2 separate regions of the Mus musculus genome follow, and region 2 is linked to region 1. The links are chromatin contacts, called in public HiChIP or PLAC-seq maps. All regions are on one chromosome and are shown on one strand. The core of a region is the stretch at or near the end of the contact, and the rest is flanking DNA. Distances in the headings are between cores, read along the strand shown. Region 1 overlaps Cep112 (centrosomal protein 112). Region 2 overlaps Gm46298 (a long non-coding RNA gene).

Evidence for each region. HiChIP or PLAC-seq counts read pairs in DNA pulled down with a chosen protein or histone mark.
Region 2: a contact with region 1 is called in an H3K4me3 HiChIP or PLAC-seq map of embryonic limb bud, with 4 times the contacts expected there. The contact joins two enhancer-like sites. A contact is called at or near these places in 1 of 484 Hi-C or Micro-C datasets (uterus), 2 of 115 datasets of contacts at active chromatin or transcription factors (embryonic limb bud and forebrain) and 1 of 9 other capture datasets (adipose tissue).

Annotation. Positions count from the first base shown.
Region 1 is chr11:108,620,335-108,623,034 of GRCm38.p6, reverse strand. The region is part of intron 20 of Cep112 (centrosomal protein 112); the gene reads right to left. Among named protein-coding and RNA genes, the nearest start is that of Gm51924, 51 kb to the right of the region's middle. Within about 2 kb of position 1,409, at least 23 of the 459 cell types and tissues checked have an H3K27ac peak or open chromatin away from gene starts, as enhancers often do. A contact at or near this core is called in embryonic limb bud and uterus, where this site is marked.
Region 2 is chr11:108,889,893-108,892,592 of GRCm38.p6, reverse strand. The region is part of intron 2 of Gm46298 (a long non-coding RNA gene); the gene reads left to right. Among named protein-coding and RNA genes, the nearest start is that of Gm46298, 20 kb to the left of the region's middle. Within about 2 kb of position 1,387, at least 103 of the 459 cell types and tissues checked have an H3K27ac peak or open chromatin away from gene starts, as enhancers often do. A contact at or near this core is called in embryonic limb bud and uterus, where this site is marked.

The DNA of each region.
Region 1 (2,700 bases), core at 160-2,659:
CAATTGGAGGTTTTAGCACATAGCTGTTTCTTAAGATCGATGAAATGGTGGTGACCACTTCCTAGAAGCATGAGGAGAGAAAAAGTTAAGGGCTTGGCTTCCAACAATGAATGTAACAGAGCTGATGGCAAAAAAACAAAAGAAAGTTGAAAAAGAGGAAACAGCAGGAAACTTAGGGCCTCAGTGGAAGACCCAGGAGTCAGTCAGTAGGATGGAGTTAGTGGTGGGCAGGGAAGACAGCCCAGGCAAGGGAAGAATTGTCATGCAAGGTGGCCTACTTGTAGTCAGTGAGTGACACGCAGACCTAAAGAGGCCTAAAGGCAAAGCAGTGAGGGCTGCACCATGAGAGCTCTAACTTCTGAGAGATCCAGTGAACACCATGTGTCTGCAGAACGGGAGTTAGAGAAAATGTATTCACTGCTAAGTCTGCTCGCAAGTGTTCTATTCCTTCCTTTTTTGAAGGAGAAAAGAAAAAGAATTCTAGAATCTGTGGTATCCCATTGACTTCCACCAATACAAGTTTTTCCAAAGGGTTTATGCTTTGCTAGTTTAACATTATACTCATTAAGAATTTGTTCTAACTGTGGTTCATAGTTTAATTTATAGTTAAAATTGAAGTTCTATTTAAGAACATGAAAAGTACTACAGAATTATTAGTTATGTATCATCAAACAACACCAAATCTTCTAAGAAAATGAAAAAAACATATTATTCTGAGAAATAGATTACAAATTACTAATACAACACAGGTACACATTATCTTGAGAAAATTTGTTAATACATTATTATTTATCCCAGAACATTAAAAGAATCAGTTTTGACTTTAAAGTGGACTCAAATATACATTATACATTTATAATTTTCCTAAAGTACTCACTTACTTAGCTGTATAGCTCAAGGTACTGTTTATTATTCAGTAGTATATAGACAAAGTTAGAATCTGTTGTCACAAATGGCTTCTTTTCCAGATCAATAATCAGATAAGGAAAACTATTTAATGCAAAGTTAAGTGTTTTAAATTTGTTTTCCCTTTAAAAATAGTTTGGGTATCGCTTCTCGGCCTTTTGGCTAAGATCAAGTGTAAAAATAGTTTGGGTTCATCGATTTGACTTCATTAGCCTGAAATATGCTTGCACACAATAACACTGCAAGGAGGCTATGAAACAGCAGAGAAGCTTGGTCTCCAACCCTTCTTGTCAAATCGTAAGAGATTCCAATCAGCCAAACACCTCGCTAATAGTCATGGGCCTGCTGTTTTAATTAGCTGGTGATATTTCCGACCAAGAATCTCAGATGATGAAACTGTTTTTCCTTGTATTGAACCGGCTTGGCCCAGACTAGCCTGTCCCGCAGTGACATGTATATTGAATACAAATCAGACAGCACAGCTTTAAATCTGTGTTGCAGCTCTCATTTCCAATTCGAGAACTGTACCATAATCATAAGCTTCTGGTGGATGAAAGGGAATCAGCTCTCTGAATATTAGCTAATGCCACATTTGCAAGTCCTGAAGAGATCTGTGCTGTTAAAAAAAATAGATCATTTCGCGGGAACCTATATATATGAATTGCTTTGTAGTGTTCAGCTGATAGAAGCGATGCCTGTGCTGGGATTAAACCCTTTTCATCATAAAACCTCATCTGGTTCGGAGTCCAAGTCCATCAAACCTTTTTCCTTTAAAGTCCCGCCTTTGATTCTACATCAATTTATTCAAACCGCAGCTGGGTGGCTGAAAACGAAAGGACAGCATCATTTAAACCAACCATGTTCCCAACTTGAAAGAAGGGCTATAATTAAAAAAATGGGCATAAAAGAATGGAAATGGGATAATATTTTTTAATGGTAGTTCAAAGGCCGACAGATGTCAAAGCCTTTGAAGATGTCAGTACACTGAGCAAGAAGTTGCCATAAAAGAGCTCGCCTAAGAGGTGAAGCGGCTTTGTAATGGCTGCAGAAACCCTTGCAGACACATCCTTGTGTTTTTAATTTGTCAGAGCTTCTGCAGTATTTTCAGATTAATGACACATGATGATAACTGCATAGCAGACATATTTTTATACTTGGTTAAATGAATAGTTTATTTCACATTCTTTTAGAACTAGATAAGAATAAGGACACTTTGCTAGGAAGTCCCAAACTCTTCTGATTACCTCACATATTTATGCTAATTTTGTGGGACTGGCTCAAGGCAGAGCAGCTATTGCTGCCAGCTTTTGTTCTTTAATAGTCAGATTGCTTGTAACATTACAGTTCACATGTGGTAGTTAGGATGTGTTCCACCACAGCTTCCTTCTTTTCATGCACTCAGAACAATATGTGCCTGAATAATTAATTTGTGCACAAGTCATGTCAAAGCTAATTAATGTTTAAAAGCATTCCAGAGCTCAATCTAAACAACCACAGGCCACCATAGGGTTCTGAGGAGACAGAGGTGCAGAGGAGAAAACACTGCAGCCTCAACTACAATTTGACATCAGTTTACTTTAAAAGAAAGGCTTGTGGTGCTGAGAGTAAATGCTGGTGAGCACATTGCTCACATCCAAGAGAGGAAGGGCTCAGGGCGTCCACTCATCCAAAGACTTCTCTCATGTCAATTTGATTTGATCTGTGAAACTGACCTCACAATATTGATGAAGGTTAACCACAAATCTCTAGTGTGTAGTAGCAGCAGAAACATCTCCCACCAATCGCTATCTGTGT
Region 2 (2,700 bases), core at 138-2,637, 270 kb before region 1:
CATCACCCCCTCCCCCGCCTCCAAAAATCTGGGTTCCCGGAGGCAGCGGCTGTTTCAGGATCATTATGCTGCCCGCTTCTCTGTTAAAAAAAAAAAAAAAAGAAGAAGGAGGAGGAGGAGGAGGAGGAGGAGGAGGAGGAGGAGGAGGAGGAGGAGGAGGAGAAGGAGAAGGAGAAGGAGAAGGAGAAGGAGAAGGAGAAGGAGAAGAAGAAGAAGAAGAAGAAGAAGAAGAAGAAGAAGAAGAAGAAGAAGAAGAAGAAGAAGAAGAAGAAGAAGAAGAAGGGTGAGGGGTGAGAGAAAAACGGTGTGCGCTCTAACTAACGTTGGAAATGTTTCATTTCTCCTCTTCACTTAATCCCATTTGGAATGCTTGTCTACACGGGGAAGATGAAAACGCCAGGGGAAGAGCCTTTCTTTTGCAGTTTTCCAGTGGCGTTAGAAGGTGCAAGGAGCCACCTCAGTAACGAGGCACAGCCCGCCCGGCTGCGGGTGCAGGAGCCTCTCCCAACCCGGACCCTGCACCCCGCACCCCCTTGCCGCACACACAGTACACGGCCGGCCGGCGGAGGGGCTGCCAAACTCACGTTTTGCCCTGTTACGACTCCCCCGATCCTCATTTAAAAAAAAAAAAAAGAAAGAAAGAATAAAATAAAAACTCTCTTTATTGTGCGCAACATCTGGAAAGCTCCCTTCTCCATCTGCTCTGGGCCCTGACAAAGTTTTTGACCACAAAGCCAAAGGCTCCTTCTGTAGTGTTGTCACAGAGCTGAGATGTCCAGCCCAGGAGACTTGGGAGGGGTGAGACAAACAGGACTAGCCAGGTCTGCTGGCTGTTGGAGCTGAGAACCCAGAGCGCCCCCCCCCCTTCACCGACCCCCTCCACCCCCGGGGTTCTGGGGCCTGGGATTTCTAGTGCTCTGTGGAAGAGGGCTCCTGTTCCCGGGACTTACTTGAAGCAGGGCCCTTAGTCTGCGCCGGGAAGGACAGACTGCTTTGAGACCTCAAGGCTGAGGCTTAGGATATCCGATTGGAAATGATCCTGTTGAGGTTTTGCTTCCAAATGGACCCAGTCTCGGGCTTTTATTTCTTATCCACACACTCAGCTGGCTAGCGCTCTGGCGAGGGGGGTGGGGTGAAGGCAGCGGGCTTGGAAAAGTAGAGAGGTTTATGTGAAAAGATCAAAATGTTTCTCATACTTTCTCCAAAGGCCCAGGGCTCTTTTTCTCCCAGGGACTGAACTTTTTCTCTGAGAGAGTAATCCTTGAAAGCCTCGGCCCTCATTTCTTTTAGGTCACTCCTCCATTTCTTGGATTTAAAGGAAGCAGAGGGGTCACAGATGTGGGCACGCCACTCAAAGTGAACCACGGGGTGCACCCATCCATAGGAGGATTGGAACAGAGACCGAGAGGGGCTTACCAGCTGAGAGACCCACGTGCTCAGTCCCAGCCAATGAGACGCCTTAGAAATGTAAACTGCTAAAACAACTGTTGGGGGATGGGATGGGGTGGGGGGGGGCAGGGGTGGGGTAGGTGGAGGGTGTCGCGGGTTGTGAAGATTTCCCACTCGATACAGAGATGCTCACGAATAATCTGTTAGGTCAAGGTGCTCACGAGTCTGGGATGTGTCTGCTCCCAATTAACGTGAAGGCTAACGGTTAGCTTAACAGAAAACAAACATCTTCGAATTAAGCGTAATTATTGCAGATCTATAAAAGCTGCTTTATAATATGATTTGTGTAGGCCTTGGAGGGAATTTGAGTTGGACCGGAGGGTTTCATTTGCTTTCCTGCCAAGAGTCCAAACGCTCAACGTCCTGCGTAGAAATGAAAAGATTTAAAAAGCACCTTAAGCCTAAATCGGCCCACACTGGGCATCGTCGTAATCTCTCTTCCCCGTGTGCTTTTCCACTTGAGAGCGCTTTTCTAATCTTCGCACACCGCCAAGGAAGAGGCTTGCGGGTGTTTCCAGTAGAAGGGGGGGGGGGGAACCATTATGGAGGGGCTGTTTTTTTTAAAGAGTCTGCAAATGCCCTGGGTTATTCTAAAACGCTTCTAAGAATGCGCTGCTGGTTTTTCCTCTCCACAGGAAGATAGGACACACAAAATATTTTTAATTATCGGTTCAGGAAGAGCTAACCCTGTCTTCTGGTGTGCAATTTATGCTGGACCTGGCTGGGTGGCAAGCTGTCTGGATGACCATGCAGTGGGCAAGCAGAGGCTGGGGACTCAGGGGTAGGGTGGGGCTTGACCCCTTTAGGGGTTGCGGACTTGGTGGGTTGAATGTCACTGACCATATTTTTTGGGGGGAATGCCTCCTTTACATCTCGGAGGGCTTGGTTTGTTTCTAGGATATATTTCTGCAGTTGGGAAAAGGGGATTTTAATCACTAGTTGGAGTTACACCTGAATTTACCAAGAGATTTTTTTTTCCCAGAAAGAGCTGCAGGCCAAAACCGAAATCTTACCTTAGAAACCAAGAAAAGGGCTTATCTTTCATGTTGCTTTCAGAGGCAAGCTTTGTGTGAGATGAGAGGAGTCGTCAGGGACAGGCTTCTACTCCGGGTGGCTTTGCTGCCGGGCTGTAACAGCCCAAGGCCAGGGACATTTTCTTAATAAGTTTTCACCAGTGCTTGGCCTCAAGCAGGAGTGGATGGACCCTGGATGGCACTCACAGGAAGCACTCACAGGATAGCTGTCTTGCCT